Regions from separate parts of the Mus musculus genome. Here regions 2 and 3 are each linked to region 1. A link is a contact called in public HiCAR-type and HiChIP or PLAC-seq data. All regions are on one chromosome and are shown on one strand. The core of a region is the stretch at or near the end of the contact, and the rest is flanking DNA. Distances in the headings are between cores, read along the strand shown.

What was found. HiCAR-type assays count read pairs that join an accessible place to other places. HiChIP or PLAC-seq counts read pairs in DNA pulled down with a chosen protein or histone mark.
Region 2: a contact with region 1 is called in a HiCAR-type map of embryonic stem cells, with 3 times the contacts expected there. The contact joins two enhancer-like sites. A contact is called at or near these places in 3 of 115 datasets of contacts at active chromatin or transcription factors (all in embryonic stem cells) and 1 of 9 other capture datasets (embryonic stem cells).
Region 3: a contact with region 1 is called in an H3K27ac HiChIP or PLAC-seq map of embryonic stem cells, with 3 times the contacts expected there. The contact joins two enhancer-like sites. A contact is called at or near these places in 1 of 15 datasets of contacts at CTCF or cohesin (the NIH/3T3 cell line), 1 of 484 Hi-C or Micro-C datasets (tail fibroblasts) and 3 of 115 datasets of contacts at active chromatin or transcription factors (all in embryonic stem cells).

What each region holds. Positions count from the first base shown.
Region 1 is chr15:62,957,003-62,961,092 of GRCm38.p6, forward strand. Gm30113 (a long non-coding RNA gene) reads left to right here. Exons shown (of 3, transcript XR_384131.2): 3 at 798-870. Among named protein-coding and RNA genes, the nearest start is that of Gm30113, 4.8 kb to the left of the region's middle. Within about 2 kb of position 2,104, at least 10 of the 459 cell types and tissues checked have an H3K27ac peak or open chromatin away from gene starts, as enhancers often do. A contact at or near this core is called in embryonic stem cells, where this site is marked.
Region 2 is chr15:62,090,763-62,094,852 of GRCm38.p6, forward strand. The region is part of intron 1 of Pvt1 (Pvt1 oncogene); the gene reads left to right. Among named protein-coding and RNA genes, the nearest start is that of Pvt1, 55 kb to the left of the region's middle. Within about 2 kb of position 2,274, at least 115 of the 459 cell types and tissues checked have an H3K27ac peak or open chromatin away from gene starts, as enhancers often do. A contact at or near this core is called in embryonic stem cells, where this site is marked.
Region 3 is chr15:62,121,588-62,125,677 of GRCm38.p6, forward strand. The region is part of intron 1 of Pvt1 (Pvt1 oncogene); the gene reads left to right. Among named protein-coding and RNA genes, the nearest start is that of Pvt1, 86 kb to the left of the region's middle. Within about 2 kb of position 2,339, at least 21 of the 459 cell types and tissues checked have an H3K27ac peak or open chromatin away from gene starts, as enhancers often do. A contact at or near this core is called in embryonic stem cells, where this site is marked.

The DNA of each region.
Region 1 (4,090 bases), core at 854-3,353:
AAAAATTAAGCATGGTACATGGAATGATAACAGAGATGGAAAAAAAATGGGATAGTTAATTATGTTATCATTATGACAACGTTCCCAAGTAAATCAACTGAAAGGACTTATTTTGTCTTCCACTTTCTGTCCATGTTTGCTTGCCCCAATGGCTTTTGGGTTTTTACTGAAGTAATCAATTATGACAGAAGCACCTTGGAGAAGAAAGGTTCTCATTTCACGATGGCCAAGAAAGAAAGAGTGAGGAAGATGACCTGGGGTAGAATAGCTCCAACCTATAAGGACCCCTCTACACTTAGGCCCTATCTCTTAAAGTTCCTACCCCACAACATTAATGCTATAAGGTGGAGCCATAGCCTTGTACACATGAGAATGTGTGGGACATTACAGATGGAACAGCAGGTTTCTGTGCCTAACATAGGGGCAGCATAGTGGACACTTTGAGCCACTGCAAAGTAGGGAAGGGGTAAGAAAATACAGATGAGTTCAGATTCTTGCCCTGGAGTTATAATACCCAAATCTACTGAACTAGAGTGACAAGGTACAGCTTAATAAGAGAAGAAATATATGCTTTAGTTAACCAGCACATATTCATGGGAGCCTTGCAACGGTAGACATTGAACAATAGGCACATGGTTAAGGCTTAAATAACCCATGCAAAGGGAAAGAACTGGGCAGGGGTGGTCATCACACACTTTAGAGTGATTATAAATAATCTGTTAGGAGAAATGAATAGCTTGAGATATAGACTTGTGACAAAGTTCGTGAGAACTATAGGTGCTATGTTCTATTTTCAGTTTCTCCCTCTGTGATGGAAGTTGAGACTATTTTGAATCTATCATGAGTCAGAGGATGAAGAGAATCATGTTCCTGTCTGGCAGGTACAGACTTCATGGAGACAGGGCCCTTGGAGATGTTTGCAATGTTTCCTACTCCCAGATGCTCTCAGTGTGAGGTCTAGAAAGTGCCATATTTGGGGGGTACTTTTTTGTTTTTGTTTTTGTTTTGAGCCTCAACACTAAGTATGGAAGAGGCTAGTATACTTCTATAAGGAAGCAGACAATATGTACTTTCAAGGCTACAGGCCATGGTCCATCAGTTACCTCTGTCGTTCTACCACTAAAGCTGTTTAAGCACAGGTGTACAATCTGCAAGCAAATGAATGACTGTGGCTGTGCTCCAATGATGCTCTGTCTCTGAACAGTAAAGGTGAATCCCACATCACTTTTATGTGGTGTTAAACATCATTCTCCTTTCCCCAGTTACTTAAAAATACAAAAAACATTCTTCATTCAGGTTAGATATGAACAGGCAGTGGGTAGAATCCAACTCATAGACTAGAGTATGTCTGCCTTTTGTGTGGGACCCATAACTGAAGATTCTGCTTCATGGGGTAGAGACAACCCACAGTCACACTCAGGACCTAATCTTTCAGGATCCAGTCAAGAACTAATTCCTTGGGCAAAAAGGAACGGGGGCCTTGAAGTATTTTTTGCTTACTGAGACTCAAGCTGTCTTGTTGTAGACTTTATCTTGTTAACATCCCCAAAGTCTCTGAGAAGCATCAGTGCTGATCTCCGCATGGCCCTGGTGGGGACAGAGTGACATGGTTTCTGCCCCTGGAACAGAGGCCCAGTGTGAGCCTCCAAGAGTGTAGATGGCTTCTGAGGAACTAAGGCTTGTTTGTGTAATAATGTACATATTTTCACATCCCCCCCAGGAATGTCCACTCTGTTAAGATTAATGATTCCATGATAATCTGACAAAGCAGGAGTCTAGGAGTCAAGGGTGTGGCTAATGTCTTAGCAAACTGGTAAAAAAAAAAAAAAAAAAAAGGACCTTGAGAACAGCCCTTGAGGCTATGGGAAAGTGCTCTAAATACATGAGGTCAAAATGTATAATGTTTCTGCTATGCACAATATAAGGATGCAATTATGAATTATGAGGGGCTTCATGAATCTAAAGGAACAAAGGCCTGCATACTGTGAGCTAGCTTGTCAAAAAGTTACAAAGAAGGCAGATGCCCTAGATCAAGGTTAGCCTTGGACAGAGCAAGGTTAGGCCAGGGTGTAATAGAAATGGTAATTTCAGGGTAGGGTCCCACCCAACTAGTTTATCAATTGTGTTTAACAAAGGAGGGCAGCTCTTTGAATTCTTTTGCGCTGTCAAGGGAAAAAAGGTATGCTTTCAGTCTCTTAATTGGATTGATATGTAAAATAAAAGACATTAGACCTGTGCTTTGAAGGAGATGAGTTATCCAGAGAATTTTTTAGGATAAAAAGAGAAACCTGCTTGGAGAACAGAGACAGACAGACAGACAGACAGACACACACACACACAAGCAAGTAGGACATGGTCATAAGTCTCTTAGAATGGCAAGTAGGACATGGGTAGAGAGATTTCATATAGTAGCAAGCATGTAGAATATAGACAGAGAAATTCCAGAGAGAAAGCAGAACATAGAGAGAAACAGACTGGAAAAACTGTATCAAGCAGAACACAGGTTATCAGCTGGGATCCATGACTTGACTTCAAGTCATTCTTTTTGCTACTCCCAGAACCCCTTCTCTCAGAACTCCTCTCCTCACCATGCTGACTCTACTCCCTGGCACATCAGCAGTGCCTACTGCTTATCCAAGGGCGTGAAGGGCCACTACCATTGCTTGTCCACCATAATTGCCATGGCTGACACTTCTGTAACAAAAACCAGGCAAGTCAGAGAAAAGCATAGCTAATGTAGTTAATCAAAATGTTATGGGACACAGAAGCCTTCAGAAATGAATCCCAAATAAACCAGGGGGGAGTGTGTGTTTTTATGCTTGTTTGATGGAGAATGGACAGCTGTGCAGAAGTATAGCTGGATTGAAGGCTCTGACTTAAAGCAACAGACTGGTAGAGATGGGAGACTAGTCTGTTGAGATTCCTTTTGGTCTTTGTCGCATTCCTCTCTCCAGGTATGTGGCAAAGCCCCTCTGGGATGAAGGTCTTATAACCTATTATTATATAAGTTCCCTGGGGGACTTTCTTGACAGCAAGCACCTACAAAAAAAAAAAAAAAACATCAGGGGAAGATTAAGATTATATTCTAGATTGTCACTTCAGGAGAGGAAGAGAAGCAAGAGAAACAGGATAGGGAGGGTCTGAGCCTCCATACAACATCCTCCAATTTGATATCCTCAGTAAAACAAAGTACCACACTTTGGGGCACTGCTTTCTGGGCCTTAACACTTACAATTCAGTCAAGGAAGCCTAATTTATTATTTTAATTTTTCAGAAGAACATCCCAACCTGTAGATAATTGCCCATGAGCCTGTATAGACCAACTCCAAATCTCTGCTCATAGCAACAATTTTCCCAGCATGTTCAAAATGTAAGCCAGGCAGGTCTGACTGAATTAGTGATTAGTTTTGAAGCTAAAGGAATGACATCAGTGGATCTCATATATCCATTTCTATTAGGTAATGTTGTCAGTTTTATTGGATTAAGGAAGGAACAGGACATCAGTTAGTCATTCTTTGAGTTCATTTGTAAGGGTATTTCCAGCTAGATTAGCTGATAGAAGAATCATCATAAATATGCTTGGTTCCACCCAAGGATGTGGGATCCCAGACTGAAAAAGTAGAGTGAGAAAGAAGAATGAGACCAGCATTCACCTTTCCTTACATCCCTGCCATCTCATGCTCCCATCATGCCTTTCCCACAATGGACTGTACCCCTCAAACCATGAACTCACAAAAATCTTTTCTTCCTTCAGTCGCCTCTTATTATGTGCTTTGTTGCAGCAAAGACAAACATAACCAATACATCTGATGCAATCTGCATACATTTTTCTGGCAAGGGGGAAGGATTGCAAAGTGCTGTTGTCACTATAGTAAATTTCTACCAAAGGGAGAAACAAAAGAGAAGAGTCATCAGTAGCCACAAGAGAGAATCCAAACCTTTTTATGATCTATCTTTCATTCTCCAAATTGAAATATATTTCAATGACCAATCAAAACCTATCTTTTAGACATCTCTGACTAGTTAAGCATTACCTTGCTATCTCCTCACCTTGATATTTGCTCTGTGTCTATCAGCATTTTTAACCCTA
Region 2 (4,090 bases), core at 1,024-3,523, 870 kb before region 1:
TTCACCTAAAGCTATATAGAGTCCTCCCTGTTGGAGGAACAAGTCTAGGCCTCTTTTGTTCTGCACGACTACTTCTGCCATGGAGGATAAGGAATCCTGTAGGGCTGTGATGGACTTTTCTATCTCCATCTATAGGGCCTTATAAGTGGTATCTTGGAATACTAAGACTGAGACCCCTAGACTAGCAGCTCTGGACAGCCCAGTGTTGAGGAGAGAACCTATTAACACAGTGGGAATGGCCACCCTTTTTACTCCATTCTTTGGAGCTATTAGTTGATAGAATATCTCCTCCCCAGAGTAATAAGTCACCCTGGGTATAAACTGTACTAGAACATACAACTCTTCAGTCATATTTATAATCAGGCCACAAATGTATGGAGTAAGCCCTGAGGTATAAGCCCAGCAAGCATTCTCTTGGGGCAACATGTATACCTGTAACAGTAGGGGTTACAGTGTAGTTTAGAGGCGGGCATAGGCTGAGGGGACCTTATTTCTGATGTAGAGTCCCTGCCTGGTATCCAACAGTTCTGCGGCCTTCTTGTCAACCACTGTGATCTCGGTGACAAAGTTGTTGCATCGCCCCCTTGAGGGTACTCAGATAGTAAGGTAGAGAGTGGTTCATGGAGTCAGTCTACCCTTCTCAGTTTGCTGGCTTAGAAGATGAGGGATGTTGAATAACCTACACTGCAGCCTCCGGAACAGCAGTCACTATGTGGCTCTTAATGGATGGCTGGGGACATTTATCTTGGACTTTTCTGTTTCCAAAACTGTGCTGAAAGGCTTGTGTAGATATAATATTCAAAGCATCTGGCGGTCACATTTGCTTTAGCCTACAAGGAATGGGTGATGAAGCAGTAACTGAAAGGGTCCTTAGGGTGTGCCAATGCCAGGTGGTCCTTTGTTTGAGTGTGACCATTGAGGCCTATGAGATCAGTGTGCTAGCGTAGCAGGATGGCTAAGTAACCTGGAGTTGAGGATAGGTAAGAGAAAAGGCCCTGTGTTGTGTGCACATTACCTCTTCTGTGATAGTCTGCCCAGCCCTTACCTGAGCATCTGGCTTGGGTGACATCACCTAGTGTTGCTGCAGACGTAAGTCCCTTCCTGTCATGCCTCGCTGTTAGGATCCTTGGGCTGTGTGCTTGATAGTCCTTTGAGCATCTTGGAAGTGCTTTAGCTCCGATGGGTGAGCACCTCTGGCTCATGGTCCAAAACGTTCCTTTTCCTTCCTGAAAGTGTGTCCAAACTGTTGCTTCGTCTTCCTTTGTGGAGACTGTGGCTGCCTCATCACTACACTTCCTTGACTGACTTCAAGAGTGTGATATCAGGGCAGGGTGGGGGTGGGGCAGCCCCAACAGAGATCTTTGTGCTTTCTGAATTGATTTTAGTGCTTCCCGCCTATCAAGTGCCCAGTCTTTACTGTCTTGCTATATATATTGCACAGCCGGTCCTGCTGTGTCTTATCTTTATCTGTGTCCCAGTCAAACTGCCCTCTCTTTCCGTGTCCGGTGGGAGCCTGATTGCTTAGAGATGAGTATAAGGTTGAAAGGAGGAGAAAACTCCATGTCATAGAGACAATAGTGGGCTGAAAGAGGAACATTAATTTGATGTGCCCAAGGGAGAGGGAGCCGCATGTGCTATTGCCTTTCTGGGTGCGCTCTGGTGCACCCAGATGTGGATACAAACAGAGCATCTTGCCTGCCTCTGGCTTATTGAAGCTGCTCACTGGGGTGGCTTCACTCACCTTTATGAGAGGCCTTAGGCTTCATTAGAAAAAGCCTTTATGGCAATTTCCATAATACTGTGTATGTGTGAGGATTGGATTCCCCTCCTGGGATGATACTAAATACCTTTGTAAAACCAAGCTCACCTGTTATCGACACACAGGGGCCAGGATTGCTCACCTCATGGAAAGGCTCAGCAGCCTCACTTGCCCTTCTCAAGCCTCTCAGCCTGCTCTGCAGAATGCAAGGAATGGCCAGATGCTGCCTAGGCTTGTATTTGGCCTCTGCCAAGGTCAGGTTGTCGGGGAGGAAGAAGGGGAGGGGCACCCTTGCTTAGTAAGTAAGGAGGGGAGGAAGAGGCCCAGACAGAGCAGCCACGAAAGATCTTTTATGTGCAAGCCTGGCTCATCTGCAACTCTGCTTGGAGCCCACCCCCACCCCTCATTTCCTCCTACACCAGGAAGGGGTGCTGGGCAATTGGGAGGGGGCATTGCTTCCGATCTGGTGTGAAGCTCACATTCCTCTGCAGTATCCTGGGGTTGCCTGCCTGCAGACACCTGGTTGGAATAACAATGAGTGGGAAGCTCGGTTGCAGCCTCTGCTCAGCTCTGAGGATGCTCTGCTAGGAGAGGCTAGTTCTGCTGAGCTAGCACTTCCTCCCTGCCTTTCCTTCCAGGCCAGGCCCTCTTTGACTCCAGCGTGGCTGCTGGTGAAAAGTATATACTGAAAACAGTACTTGAGGTGGTTGAATCTCATTTCTTATGCACATATGTTATTGGAATGGGAGATGATTAATAGGGGCACAGGGTGAGACCAGGGGAAATGGCCTGAAAAGCCCTGCCTTGAGCTAACATCACTGTAAACGTCACTTTTTATTCAACATCTGTCTGTCTGTCTGTCTATCTATCTATCTATCTATCTATCTATCTATCTATCTACCTACCTACCTATCATTCTGTGAGTGTCCCAGATGTTTAGGTTAACTGCTTTTACCACCTCCATAACATAGTTAGACTTGGCTAGGTTTGGGTAGACCATTCTAAACCGTCACAAAGCGTCATTAAAGGCTCCTTACGTTGATGTTTTTGATCCCTTCTGTCTTTGGTTATCTTTATTTTTTTTTTCCTGACTTTTACATTTTCTGATTATAACATACATAATTATTCTGTCTAGCATAGGATAGGAGAGCATTTCTTCGAACTAGGCTGCCATCCCAGCCTTTTGCAAATATCAGCTCATTTAATTCCGAGCACCCCAGTATGATGGTGTTAGGTTAGACATTATTCAGGGGTTGGATAAGTTCAGCATAGAGGGTGGAAAGTTCAGCATAGAGGGCTGGAAAGTTCAGCATAGAGGGTGGGGCTTGCCAGCCATGCTCCGTAACAGGTAGGGACTGAGGGATGCTGGGAGAACCGGAGGTCAGATCCACTTTGGAATGTTAAATAGGCACTTCAGCTGCTTGCTCAGGGTCTGAATCTCAACACTTAGAAATAAGCACTGTGTGAAGACACACAGGTGCCACAGGAGAATTTTATTTTTAATGGTTCCAGATCTTCTTCCTTCCTCTGAACACAGGCATCTTTTTAATTCTATGCCCTTTATTTATTTATTCTTTTTGGTTTGTTTCTTCCTTTTCACTTAAAAGTGTATTCTCGGGGGTGGGTGGGTATGGGGGACTTTTGGTATAGCATTGGAAATGTAAATGAGCTAAATACCTAATAAAAAATGGAAAAAAAAGGTGTATTCTCTCATATGTTAAGTCCTGACCACCGTTTCCCATCCCCCTACTACTACCCGCCCCTGCCCCCCCTCCACATCTCCTCTTCCATTTCCCTTTAGAAAAGAGCAGGCCTCCCAGGGATATCAAACAAATCCAGAATAACAAGACTAGGCACAAATCCTCAGGCTGGACTAGGTAACCCAGTAGGAGGAAAAGGGTCCTTTTTGCTTTTGAGCAGATCGGTATACTCTGTCATGGGGCTAATGCACACCTTGATTTGGAGGCACTGCACCTGCTAGGTGAGGTTAGTAATATACAGCTTAAGACTCCGCTGATGGCAGATCTGGTATGTAAGCAGAGGGCGTGGTCTAGGGCTAGAATTAGGCTCCCATGAATTGCAAGTTGTGTATTGAGTATTACAGGTTTGTGTTTTGCATATTACACACTGCGATGAAGTGTTTAAGCAGTCATTAGTAAGTCACGAAGCTGCCATTCTTACTCTTTGTTATTAAATAGTAATGATACTAGTGTCATCAGGTTTTAATTAATTCTCATTACCTAATTTTAAGCGTTGCTGTATATCAGATACTCTAGTAAGCTCTTCTACTCTTCTTTCACCCCAAGAACTTAAGGACCTGGTTGTTACCAT
Region 3 (4,090 bases), core at 1,089-3,588, 840 kb before region 1:
TAGTAACCGTGAGAGATACAGGGTTACAATTAATTAGCCCCGTTTTTACAATGAGAAAACTATAAGAACAGAGAGGCTAAGTATAGTGTTTGAGTTACACAGCTGAAAATGTCTGGGATTGTAACTCTAATGCCAGGCTTTACTCCTTGGGCTTCTAACTGTGGTACCATGAGTGCCAGAGGAGGTGTGGCAATGTCAACATTGGTTGGTTGGTTGACATTTGTGTGGTGAAAACCCGACAGGAGTCACCGGAAGAGAGCTTCCTAGAATATTCAGCTAGGCTTGCTGGCAGGAGATTGGAGAACAGATGGGGATATGGGTTTTGATTCCCCGGCAGCTTGTCTGTCCCAGAGCCAGGGTCTGGAACCTGGAGCTGCTGGGCCTTGAACCCCAAGCTCCTCTTTGTCCAGTTCTGACCATCCTAATGGGGGTGGCGCAGGACTTGGAACTGGCTAATGGCTTGCTCTTCCTCCTCCCTACCCCCCACCCCCAATTTCCCTTTGAAACTTCGGGTTTGTGACCATACTCTTTATTCCTGGACTGTGTCAGATGCCTGAATGCCGAGGCATCCGAACTGTGAACTGTGCTGGGGAATTCTGCACATGGAAGCTCCTCAAAGATGCAGCAGCTGGTGATGGCACCCACTTCCTGTGCTGTCTCGCTTCTGTCTCCTCAGAGTGCCATCGAGGAAAGTTGAGACTCCCTGTCCTTGCTAGGGGATGGTGCCGTTAGTAACACCTAGCTCTGTTGGCCTCAAGTTTCCCTTATCTTAGGCTAGAGAAGGACAGAAAGAATAGCTTTATGCCCAATCAACTGTTTCAACTGAACCCCACCGCAGGTTATGGGTGGGACATGGTTAGTGGCGGATAAAGACTGGGTGAGGCTCATGTGTGGGGAGGTTGGTGGATGAGGCAGGGGCCCAGGAGAACAGTCTTTCAGAGACAGTCTTGGCTTTGAATGCCCAAACGAGGTGAGCCTTAGGGCCTGTCTACTTCTTCAAGGGGACATTATGCTGCAGCTTGGTTGGAGCCCATCGTTCAGTGAACAGTGCAGTGAGGAAGTGTTTGTTTTGTTTCAAGTCATGTAATAACAGCTAGGTAAATTTCCAAGCACTTCCCAGGTACCTGCCAAGTGCTTTGTATGTGTGAACTCATGCCTGACAGGATGGGTGCTGTCGCCTTCACCCCTCTGTTACACAAACCGAGGGGCTGAGTAATGCACACAAGGTTCACAGCAACTAGGGCCAGATGGCAGAGCAAGATTCTACCAGTGGCCTTCTACCAAGGGAACACAGCAATGGTTGTGGGGGTGTGTGTGTGTGGCGATGGTGGTCCATCATCTGTGGCATGCCCAGAATACTTGGCAGAAGTACCCTTAACTCTAGCTTAGGAGTTAAGTTTTTCTTTTGTTTGTTTGTTTTGGTTTTTTGAGATAGGGTTTCTCTGTGTAGCCCTGGCTGTCCTAGAACTCACTCTGTAGACCAGGTTGGCCTCGAACTCGGGAGTTAAGTTTATTGCTGGTTATTGTACATGGTGGCATGGGCTTGATCTCTAAATATGAGATGACTTGTATTGTGTCTCTTTTGTCCTGGTTAGATTGAGATGCGAACCAGTTCATGGTCCCTCACTGGTCAGTGTTCTTGTCCAGGTGACCCTAGAGTGGGACCTGGTTTGGCCTGAGTGTTTTCCTGACACTTGTTAACTAAGAACTCCACAAGGGCAGTGACAATTAGCCAGCACCTTCTTCTGTACCTGTCTAACCTACTGCACCTGGCCAAGGTATAGGTCCCCAAGCGGTGAGTCACATGGGGCACCATGTGTGACCACTGTAAGTCTCAGGGTGGGGAAGACCCCACTGTCTGGGTACAGGCTGCCCATCATGGGATGGATGTATTCTCAGTGCAAGGGGCTGGAAGCTCCTACCAAGATAAGGAATCCTCCATAGCTTCTTTCTGGGCAGCGTCTTCTTTGCTAAGTGCATTTCCCCTTCCTCTGTCAATGGAGGAAATGGGAAACACTGAACACTTGAAGTCATATGGGTAGGGAACCCCTAGTCTCCCATGCTTTAGGACCTCCAAGGGCCTTTTCTCTTCTGACTTGCTTCTCTTTACTCTGCTGTGGAGGACCCTTTGTGCCTCGGTTTCCCCCAAACGTACACAGGGGAGCATGAGAACACTCACTTGGCTTGCTTGTTGGGATTAAATCCGTTGTATCTGACTATCCCAGCAGGTGCTCAGTATGCTGGATGAGCAGGATGCTGGCATGACTGATGGCTGGCTGGTGTGGTCCTTCTTAGCTGCTCCCTGGCCAAACCAAGTTTAAACACTTCCGCGCACCCTGCAGAGAGCAGATCTAAATTCCAAAGCCAAAAACTTCTGTGAAATCTCCAAGTCTCTTGGTGAGGTGTGTGATCCAGTCCAAAGAACTGACATTCCTCGCATTCTTGGTGGGGAAGTTGTGGGCCATTGCTTGTAAAAAGAGAAGGCCTCCTTCATTTCATCCCTTCCTCTGGATTCCACCAGGTTCTTAAAAGCACTTTGCAGACCTATAGGTAGTACCTCCTCTGTGTACAAGCTGCTGAGCCTGAGTATCTCTTTAGTTCTGACTGGAATAGGCTTTTATTTATCCTATCAGTCCAAAGTAGCTTCTATGGCTTCTTTACTATGCAACTATAAGCTAAGCAGCCTTGTTTTGGAGTCCTGGATAGCAGAGAGGGTGAGACCAAAAGCCCTATGATTCTGTAGTGAGTGTGTTAGACAACCTTCAATTTCAATCCTACTTGGTTTTGTATCTTTTCACTCTTTTCTGCTCATGTACATCCATCGATCCATTCATCTCTCTCTACCCATCCATCAACCTCTCCACTTCTCTAGCCTTCAGTTGACCCATCCATCTGAACACTTACTTCATCCATTTATCCTTCTGTCCATCCCACTGTTTCGTCACACTTCCATCAATTCATGTACTATTAACCTTTCTACTATTCACATACCTACCCACTAAGTTATCTATTACTTCATTCACCTATTAGTCCACTTACCCACTCACATACTCATTCATCTATCCATCCATTCATCTATCTATGCACACATCTGTCTATATACCCATACATCCCTCTCACCTACACAGTTACCTATAATATATTAACCTATCTATTCAGTCACCTACCTAGTCCTGAATAGACAGACAGGAAAATGGACCCAGGTCTCAAAAGCTTGTAGTTATAAGTAGGAGGTAGACACTTGGATAAAAGGGGAAGCTCAAATGTTGCAAGTACCATGATTTTAAAAGGGATAGGCTGTTCTAATGATGATAGGGGAGGCTGGCAGCTTCTTGAGAACACTTTTCCAAGGATAAAGCCTGCTCTGCCAGGGCCCTAGGATAGGTTTGTCTTCCTGTCTTCTACCTCAAGAGGCCCTTTTGAGCCACTGGAATCTGTGCTGCAGTGTTCCCAGTTGCTGGCTTTGCTGCAGAAAAAAGTGAGAAGGAAAGAAAGAGAGAAACAGAAAGGCGGGTCAGCCTTGCTGTGCATTTAGTTTGTGGTTCCAGACCTCCGTTTCCTGGATCTGATTTGTGTGGGACGCACGCAATGGCAGCTAGCTACTGTGTTTGCTGCCACGCTGACTCTGTGTGGTGATGAGGTCTGTCCCCAAACAGACCTCCTTTCTATCCCACTGGTCAGCATTTGGTGGCCAAGGGCAGAGTGGAGCCCATGTTTCCAACAGCTAGCCACCTCACACAGTGAAGCACTTCAGTGATTCTGAAGGTATGTTGGGTTAGGCTCCTCACCCCTCTCCCCTACAAGAGAGAGCACAGACAAAACGGGATATCTTTTATTTATTTATTTATTTATTTATTTATTTATTTGGTATTTTCTTCATTTACATTTCCAGTGCTATCCCAAAAGTCCCCCATACCCACCCACCCCCACTCTCCCAAAATGGGATTTCTAATGAGCAGCTCTGCTTGGCCCGTGGAAGCTGGGAGTGGAAAGCTGGAAGACTGTCCCAGAGTGGGCAGTCAGAGATCTGACTGATGGACGCATTGGCATTTGTGTTCAGCCCTCATGGGCACTGCTGCCTTTTGCCTCT